Linked DNA regions of Mus musculus: region 2 is linked to region 1. A link is a contact called in public HiChIP or PLAC-seq data. All regions are on one chromosome and are shown on one strand. Each heading gives the region's core, a stretch centred on a gene start, on an enhancer-like site or on the middle of the called end of the contact. The rest is flanking DNA. Distances are from core to core; before and after follow the strand shown. Region 1 has its middle 21 kb from the start of Gm34112. Region 2 overlaps Tshz2 (teashirt zinc finger family member 2).

What was found. HiChIP or PLAC-seq counts read pairs in DNA pulled down with a chosen protein or histone mark.
Region 2: a contact with region 1 is called in an H3K27ac HiChIP or PLAC-seq map of embryonic stem cells, with 2.1 times the contacts expected there. The contact joins two enhancer-like sites. A contact is called at or near these places in 1 of 484 Hi-C or Micro-C datasets (cerebral cortex) and 4 of 115 datasets of contacts at active chromatin or transcription factors (embryonic stem cells and large pre-B cells).

The regions. Positions count from the first base shown.
Region 1 is chr2:169,514,334-169,517,972 of GRCm38.p6, forward strand. No RefSeq gene overlaps it. Among named protein-coding and RNA genes, the nearest start is that of Gm34112, 21 kb to the left of the region's middle. Within about 2 kb of position 1,323, at least 38 of the 459 cell types and tissues checked have an H3K27ac peak or open chromatin away from gene starts, as enhancers often do. A contact at or near this core is called in embryonic stem cells, where this site is marked.
Region 2 is chr2:169,726,996-169,730,252 of GRCm38.p6, forward strand. The region is part of intron 1 of Tshz2 (teashirt zinc finger family member 2); the gene reads left to right. Among named protein-coding and RNA genes, the nearest start is that of Gm34344, 62 kb to the left of the region's middle. Within about 2 kb of position 1,801, at least 22 of the 459 cell types and tissues checked have an H3K27ac peak or open chromatin away from gene starts, as enhancers often do. A contact at or near this core is called in embryonic stem cells, where this site is marked.

The DNA.
Region 1 (3,639 bases), core at 73-2,572:
CCTGGCTGCGAAGTGGGAAATTCAGTGACACCAGGTTCACCAACATTGTCTTTTCTCTTCGATCATCTTATTATGCCGTAAGCTCATTTCAGAGAAGGATAAATCCTGCCGAGATGAGAGAAAAATAATGATACCGAATTAGCTAGATCGATGGCGAGAGTAATCCAGGTGAAATTCTTAAACGCTGGATTGGGAAGGGCAATTCAGCACGGGCTACGATGTCTCCAACTATACAATTTATTCTCCACCATGAAAACGGATGTGCTTCGTGAAATACTTCTGCACGAACCTTTTATCTAGAAACAACAGGAATTTTAAGACAGATTAAGGTTTAGTGTCTCAGAAGATTATATTTCGAGCAGACTGTCCTCAGAGGGGTCCGCTTAACTGTTGACAAGCCGGAGGAGGGGGAGTCGCAAGGATATTTGACATGAAAAATGTGTATTTTCTCTCTGAGTGTTTACTAGCGTTCACAAGTAGCAGGAAATGAGCCGTGAAATGTATTGTCAAACATTCAGTGCTCAAAATATAATACATTACCTGGAGTGGAGCTCTTTGCTTTGCGAGAGAACCTCATTCTGCATTTGTCCACCGGAAGGATGGATGAACTGGCCTTTTATCCCGCCCTTCCCAAGTCATAATGGGCAGAGGCAGCGGAAATTGGCAAATGAATTTCCAAAAGCCATTTACATCTCCCTTCCCCCTGAACTCCCTGGAAGACAGAGGTTTGGAAAACTCAGGCTTGCTTCTCTGCAATTAGAGCTAATCACATGACCCAAATTCGCCCAATGAGATCTGGGTATTAGACCCCCCCCCCCCCCATGCGATTCCAAACAGAAACTACCTGGTCATTGCTCTTTCTCAATCAGGGGCCTGAACTCTCTGGAAAGGACTAAAATTCAGCCTTAGAAGAGCGCATTTGCATGAAGGCTGTTATCCCTTTCTCATCTCATAATAAAATCCCCGTGGAAAACAGGTTAGGAAAGAAGGCGTTGGTTTGGCTTGGCGTTGGAGGGGATAGACTCGTGGGATCAGGGAGGCATGGCAGCAGGAGCTTGCTTACATCCACATCGGGGAGGATCAGGAAGCAGAGAGCAAGTTGGAAACAAGGCCAGGATATAACCCCAAGGCTCGCCCCCAGAGTGCCCCACTTCCTTCCACCTTTAAAGATTCTGTAACCTCCCAAGACAGCTGTCTCCACTGGGTGGAAAATAGTGAAGCACGTGACCGGATAGGAACACTTCACATTCAAATTACAGTCCGCGGTAAACACGGTAAACACCGGCTTCTGCTAGTCCTCAGATACCACCCACCCTCCTTTGTGCCACGTTCAGTCAGTCACCCGAAGCTGCCTACTTCCTGTGGTTAAAAGGTCTGGACCAGTAGTGACCTCCAAGTCTGCTCATCACTTATTGTGCCTATCACCCGTTGCAGAAGTGCAGGGGCCACCTGGTAGTCATGAGGTCTTGTGATTTCAATATGAATGGTTCTTCGTAGGACATTTGCTCCCCAATTGGCAGCAATGTTTGAGGAAGTTGTAGAAAGTTCAGGAGATAGCCTTTTTGGAGGAGGTGGGGACCCGGAAGCAGGCCTTCCAGTTTTATATCCTAGCCCTTTGTGCTGATCCCTCTGTGATTCCTCTGTGTAGGATGCCACAAGACCAGCAACCCTCCTGTTGCTCTCCCTGCCCACTGCTGCATCTCCCCAGCCATGATAGACTGTATCCCTCTGGAACCCTAAGACAAACACAACCTTTCTCCCTTGAGGGCCTTTGTCAGGATATTTCATCACAGCAAAGAGAATGTCAGTAAGATAGTCCTCAAGTGAAACACAGGAAGGTTGACAGAATTTTGGAAGAATTAGTATGACTTAAAACCTCACATCTCAACAATGAAACATTGAGCTTCATAATAAGCCAGAATAGTTCTTGCCCAGCCCGGGTGGATGTGCCTGCTGTGCAGGGGATTTTCTGGCCTTTGTTTTACCTTTGTGGATCTTTTCCTTTGATCTCCCTTGGCTTTCTTTTTAGTCTTTGCTTTTAAGATTTAGCTCTCTCTGGACACCGCCAAATGTGCTCTGTGATCCAGATAATATTTACTAGGAGAACAAAAGGAAGAAACAAGAGACTAAAACTAAAGCACAAGAATTTTTCTGTTTTGAATTTGGCTTTTGTAATCCATTTTGTTTATAGGCCCTAATATACTTTATCTCTGTTCTTTTCTTCCTCACTTTTAATTCATTTAACCATGCATCCATGCATCAATTCCTCTACCACCTATTCATAGATTTATTCACCCATCTAGTCACCCATCCACTTATCTATCCATCTATCCATCTGTCCATTTATTTATCCATCCATCTATATATTCAAACATCATCCATACATCCATTTATCCATTCATCTATCCATCCCACCCATCCATCCATCCATCCATCCATCCATCCATCCATCCATCCATCTATCCAACAATATCTATCCATCAATCCATCAATCCATCCATCCATCCATCCATCCATCCATCTATCCAATAATCCATTCATCCACCCATCTATCCAACAATCCATTCATCCATCTATCCATCCATCCATCCATCCATCCACCCATCCATCCATCTATATATTCAAACATCATCCATACTTCCATTTATCCATCCATCCATCCATCCATCCATCCATCCATCCATCCATCCATCTATCCAAATATCCATCCACTCAGTTAATTAATATTTATGGGGTACCTGCTACCTACTTGGCACCAAGTTAAGTTCTTGGGATTTCTGTTACATGGACAAAGCAGATTCATTCCTTGGCTGAGATTACATCTTAAAGCAGATACTGGAAGGCAGAAAAAGATCAACATCACTCATACTATTTATGACAATTATTTTTTTTAAGAAAGAAAGCCTTGGGGAATAAACAAGGCCAGCACTCCCCTTACAGATATGATGGTCAAGCCTGTGACATTTCTATAAGATTAGAATAAATAAGGACACCAACCCAAATACTGAGGCTAAAGGGAAGAACAGCTGAGACAAAGAGACCATGCAAACAAGTCCCCTGAATGACGGATGTGCTTAGCTAAAAAGAGAAGGCCAGTGTGACCAGAGTGAACAAAGAAGTGACAGGGAGAGGGAGGTGACATTACAGAGGCTCCATCAAGGTCTTTTTTTTTCTTTATTATCCATCCAAGCTATAATATCCACTACTATTCTTATTGGACAAAATACATTTCTAGCAAGGAACATGCCAACAGATAAGCATAGAAGTCATAGTTGAATCCCATTAGCATCTCATCTATTGCTGGGCTACTTTGGTAGCTATAATACTTTGCAGACTCAAACTACTGTTGCACTTTCAGTCTGTAAAACCATTCTAGGCTTGACTGTTCCATCTGATCTTGTCACCCACCCCTGCATCCTGGTGCCCAGTCCTGTGTCTGGCAATGAGTTACTGGATGCCACCACCTTCAAAGGTGGTCCAGCAGAGAATCAATTCACAGGGAAAAAGTAGGACATGTGTCCATGACAACCATCAGCATGACCTGTGTAAGCATTTCCAAGTTCTGAGAAACCCAGGCAGGGAGACAGCTCCGTCAGAAAAGCATAACGCACGTGAGAAGACCTAAGTTTGTCCATAACA
Region 2 (3,257 bases), core at 551-3,050, 210 kb after region 1:
CCACTCATCCATATACTCATCCATGCATTCATATATCCACCTACCTAACCATCCACTCATCATCTGTCCATCTATCCATCTACTCGTTCATACATATGTAAACCTACCTACCTACCCATCTGCTCATCACCCATCCATCCATCCATTCATCCTTCCATCTATCCACTCATCCATGCATGCATACATCTACCTAACCATCCATCCATCCATCCATCCATCCATCCATCCATCCATCCACTCATCCATGTATTCATACATCTATCCACCCACTTGTCCACCCATAATCTATCTATCTACTGATCCATTCATCTAACAATCTATTTATCTATCCCATATGGATAGAAACACATCTGAAATATAATTCATATTAAAATGGTTTTTTTTTTCAACGCTGGGATATTGGATGGTTTTAGGGGTTTTTTTCTTAATGTTTTCTTTTCCTGTTACTTAACTACAGTGTGAGTCACTTTTAACAATGAAATTATTATCTCTTAAAAGGAAGAGGCTGATATGGGATGAACTAATGGATCCTTTTCAACAGTCCAGCCTGGGAAACTATTCTGAGAGATGAACAGAGTGATTCTTGCACACTATTAACTCCATCTGCCAAGTGGAAAACATCCCTCTGTTTTCAGTTTGGGGTCCAGGTTGATGGATGGGACTTTTCCATTGTGAAATATGCATGTTTAATTATCATTTCCACTGACCTCAGTGTTTGTACTCACAATATACATCAGCTGAATGCACAGGCTATTAATCACAAGGGTTCTGTTCAGGGTTTCTCTGGGCCAAGCTTTCATTGCATACTTTAGGATATCCAAAGTGTGGACACTACTGTGTCTGAGTTCCAAATTTCAAGAACGGACAAAAAGTGACAGGCATGGCTTTCCAGTTCCGGGTCTTACATGTCACTATGAGGGAGGTTACCTTCTGCTCAATGTCACCCCCCTGTGGGGCCCTCCTTGATGACTTTTGAAGTTAAATATATATTCCCTTGATTAAAATACTCTTTCCTTCTTTTAAGAATACTTTTAGTAATGTTTGTCTGTGTGTGGGGAAGGGGTGACATGCAAGCCAAAGCTTGTGTGCATGTGGAGGGCAGAAGATAGCTCGTGGGAGTCAGTTCCTTCCTTCTGCCATGTGGGTCCTGGGGTTCAAACTCGGGCCATCAGACTTGGCATCGAGCAAGCGCTTTACCTTCTGAGACAGATCATTTGCCTAGTGGCACACTCTTTGACTGAGAAGCTAAGTGTCTTTTTCCTCATTGCACACCTTTCGGTATTCAAATATACTTGAGACAGCACTGATGAAATGGAATCCTTGTATATCTTGAGCTTGTATATCTTGTATATCCTTGTATTTTGAGCTTCCCTGAAAGGGATGATCAAAACTCTGGCCTTTGTGTTGACCCAGGGCCTCAGTTTGTCCTTTTGGAGAGAACCATTCAGAATTCAAGTCAAAGAAAGTGGGTTTAGTGTTAGGTTGAAAAGAATCTGTGACAAATGCAACAGTAAAACAAGCCTGGAATTTTTAATACTTCTATTTATTGGAATAGGTATGGACTGGAGAGGCAGACAAAACTTACACAACAATGAACAAGGGAAAGGAAAACTGTGGTTGCTGTGTCTGAGTTCCAGGGACTCTTAATAAAGGCATATTCCGATTGGGAAGAAACAGAAGCCTATCTGCGCATACAAATGTAAATCACTTCTTTGAAACAAGGTCTTTAAACACCTCACCCCTCCTGGGCCAGGCATGCGGGTCACATGCTTCCTGTGTCTTCAGAGCTGGGCTCCACTTATTGGGAGCCACTGCAGGAGGGAGGACTTGTTTGAAACATGCTTGACTCCCCCATCAGAGCCCTAGCCCCTCCCTAGGTGTTTGGCCTCAAAGGTCAGTGTTTTTCCCAGTCCACCACAGCTGGTTTATGTCTGCTTTTGCCACCGGCGTTTCCACCAGGCGGAAAGCTTTGAAAAGGCTCCAGTCACATTTTGAAACTTCATGACAAAAAATTGAATGTCATCCAGAGACTAGTTTAGGATTTAAACATCGCTGTCAATCTAGGCTGTCACCACCACGAGATTTTTTACCCCGACGATAGATCACGGTGATGTGCTGGCCCTGACGGGTCTTGGACTGTTAAAACGATTGAGAACGGAATCTACTGGGCCATGCAAATAAATAAAAAGAGACAGGGAGTGTCAACCCTTGATGTGATTGCCTTCTTGGTTGTCAGGTCCTGGATGTTTCCAACCAGGCGTTTCCTGTTCTTTCCCGGTAACAGTCTGTGCAATGGGAAACAGAGGAAGTGGGACCTCCACTTCCTCACCAGTTTGAGGGTTGATAGTTTTGATCATTGAATGGCTAAAGGACAGACTAAAATGGAGACACCATTAGAACTGAAGTCAGATTCCAAAAATGTGTGTCTGTGGACAGAAAGAACAGGTCACAGACGCTGATTGCTGACATGAGCTGATCTAGGCAGGCAGAGAAGGAAGTACAAGGGCCAAGTGAGAGGAATCATGGAAGACGGGATGTAGAAACTTTAAGATGGAGGAACGTAGACATAGAAATGGTTGGATGTAAATGGGAAGGTGTGGTAGACATGTGAAGGGCTTGGATGGAACGGTCTAGGCACAGGAAGCAAGCCACCATGACTGACAAGAACTAAGCCACCCCTAAGTCAAGAAAAGATCAGAATGAAGATGTTAGTGGCAATGGAGTAAACGACCATCGCCACCAGCAAGGGGACTCATGGAGCACTCAGGATTGGAGATATTCAGTTTTCAGCCAGGGAGAACCCAGGAAGGACAAACAAAGACAAACTGGTTGGTTCTGTGGGTAGGATGTAGGCTCTTCCGGGACAGTGTGAGAAGGAGCTAGTGATGCACTTGATCAGTTAATAGCCCGGCACCAAAACAGGCAGATTCCCTGGTCACCTCTACAGGCAGGATCCTTGCTATCTATTCCATGACTTCACTCTCCTCATTTGTAGCGAGAGGTGCTTGCGCCAGATGGGTTTCCAAGGCAGTTCCCAATTTGGGAGAGAGTGGTTGGGGGCCCTGTGAGGAGGCACCCTGTTTTAGGAAGATTCATCTGGCCCTCTGGCAGTGGCTTATAAAGAAGGCTGATGAATCTTCACCAAAACAACAAGCAGGAGATGAGGGGAGATGATGGGACATAGAGGAAGGGTGATGGTCACCAGGGACCCTGGGGGACTTGATGGCTTAACTTGCAGCCAACCATACAGTTTCCAA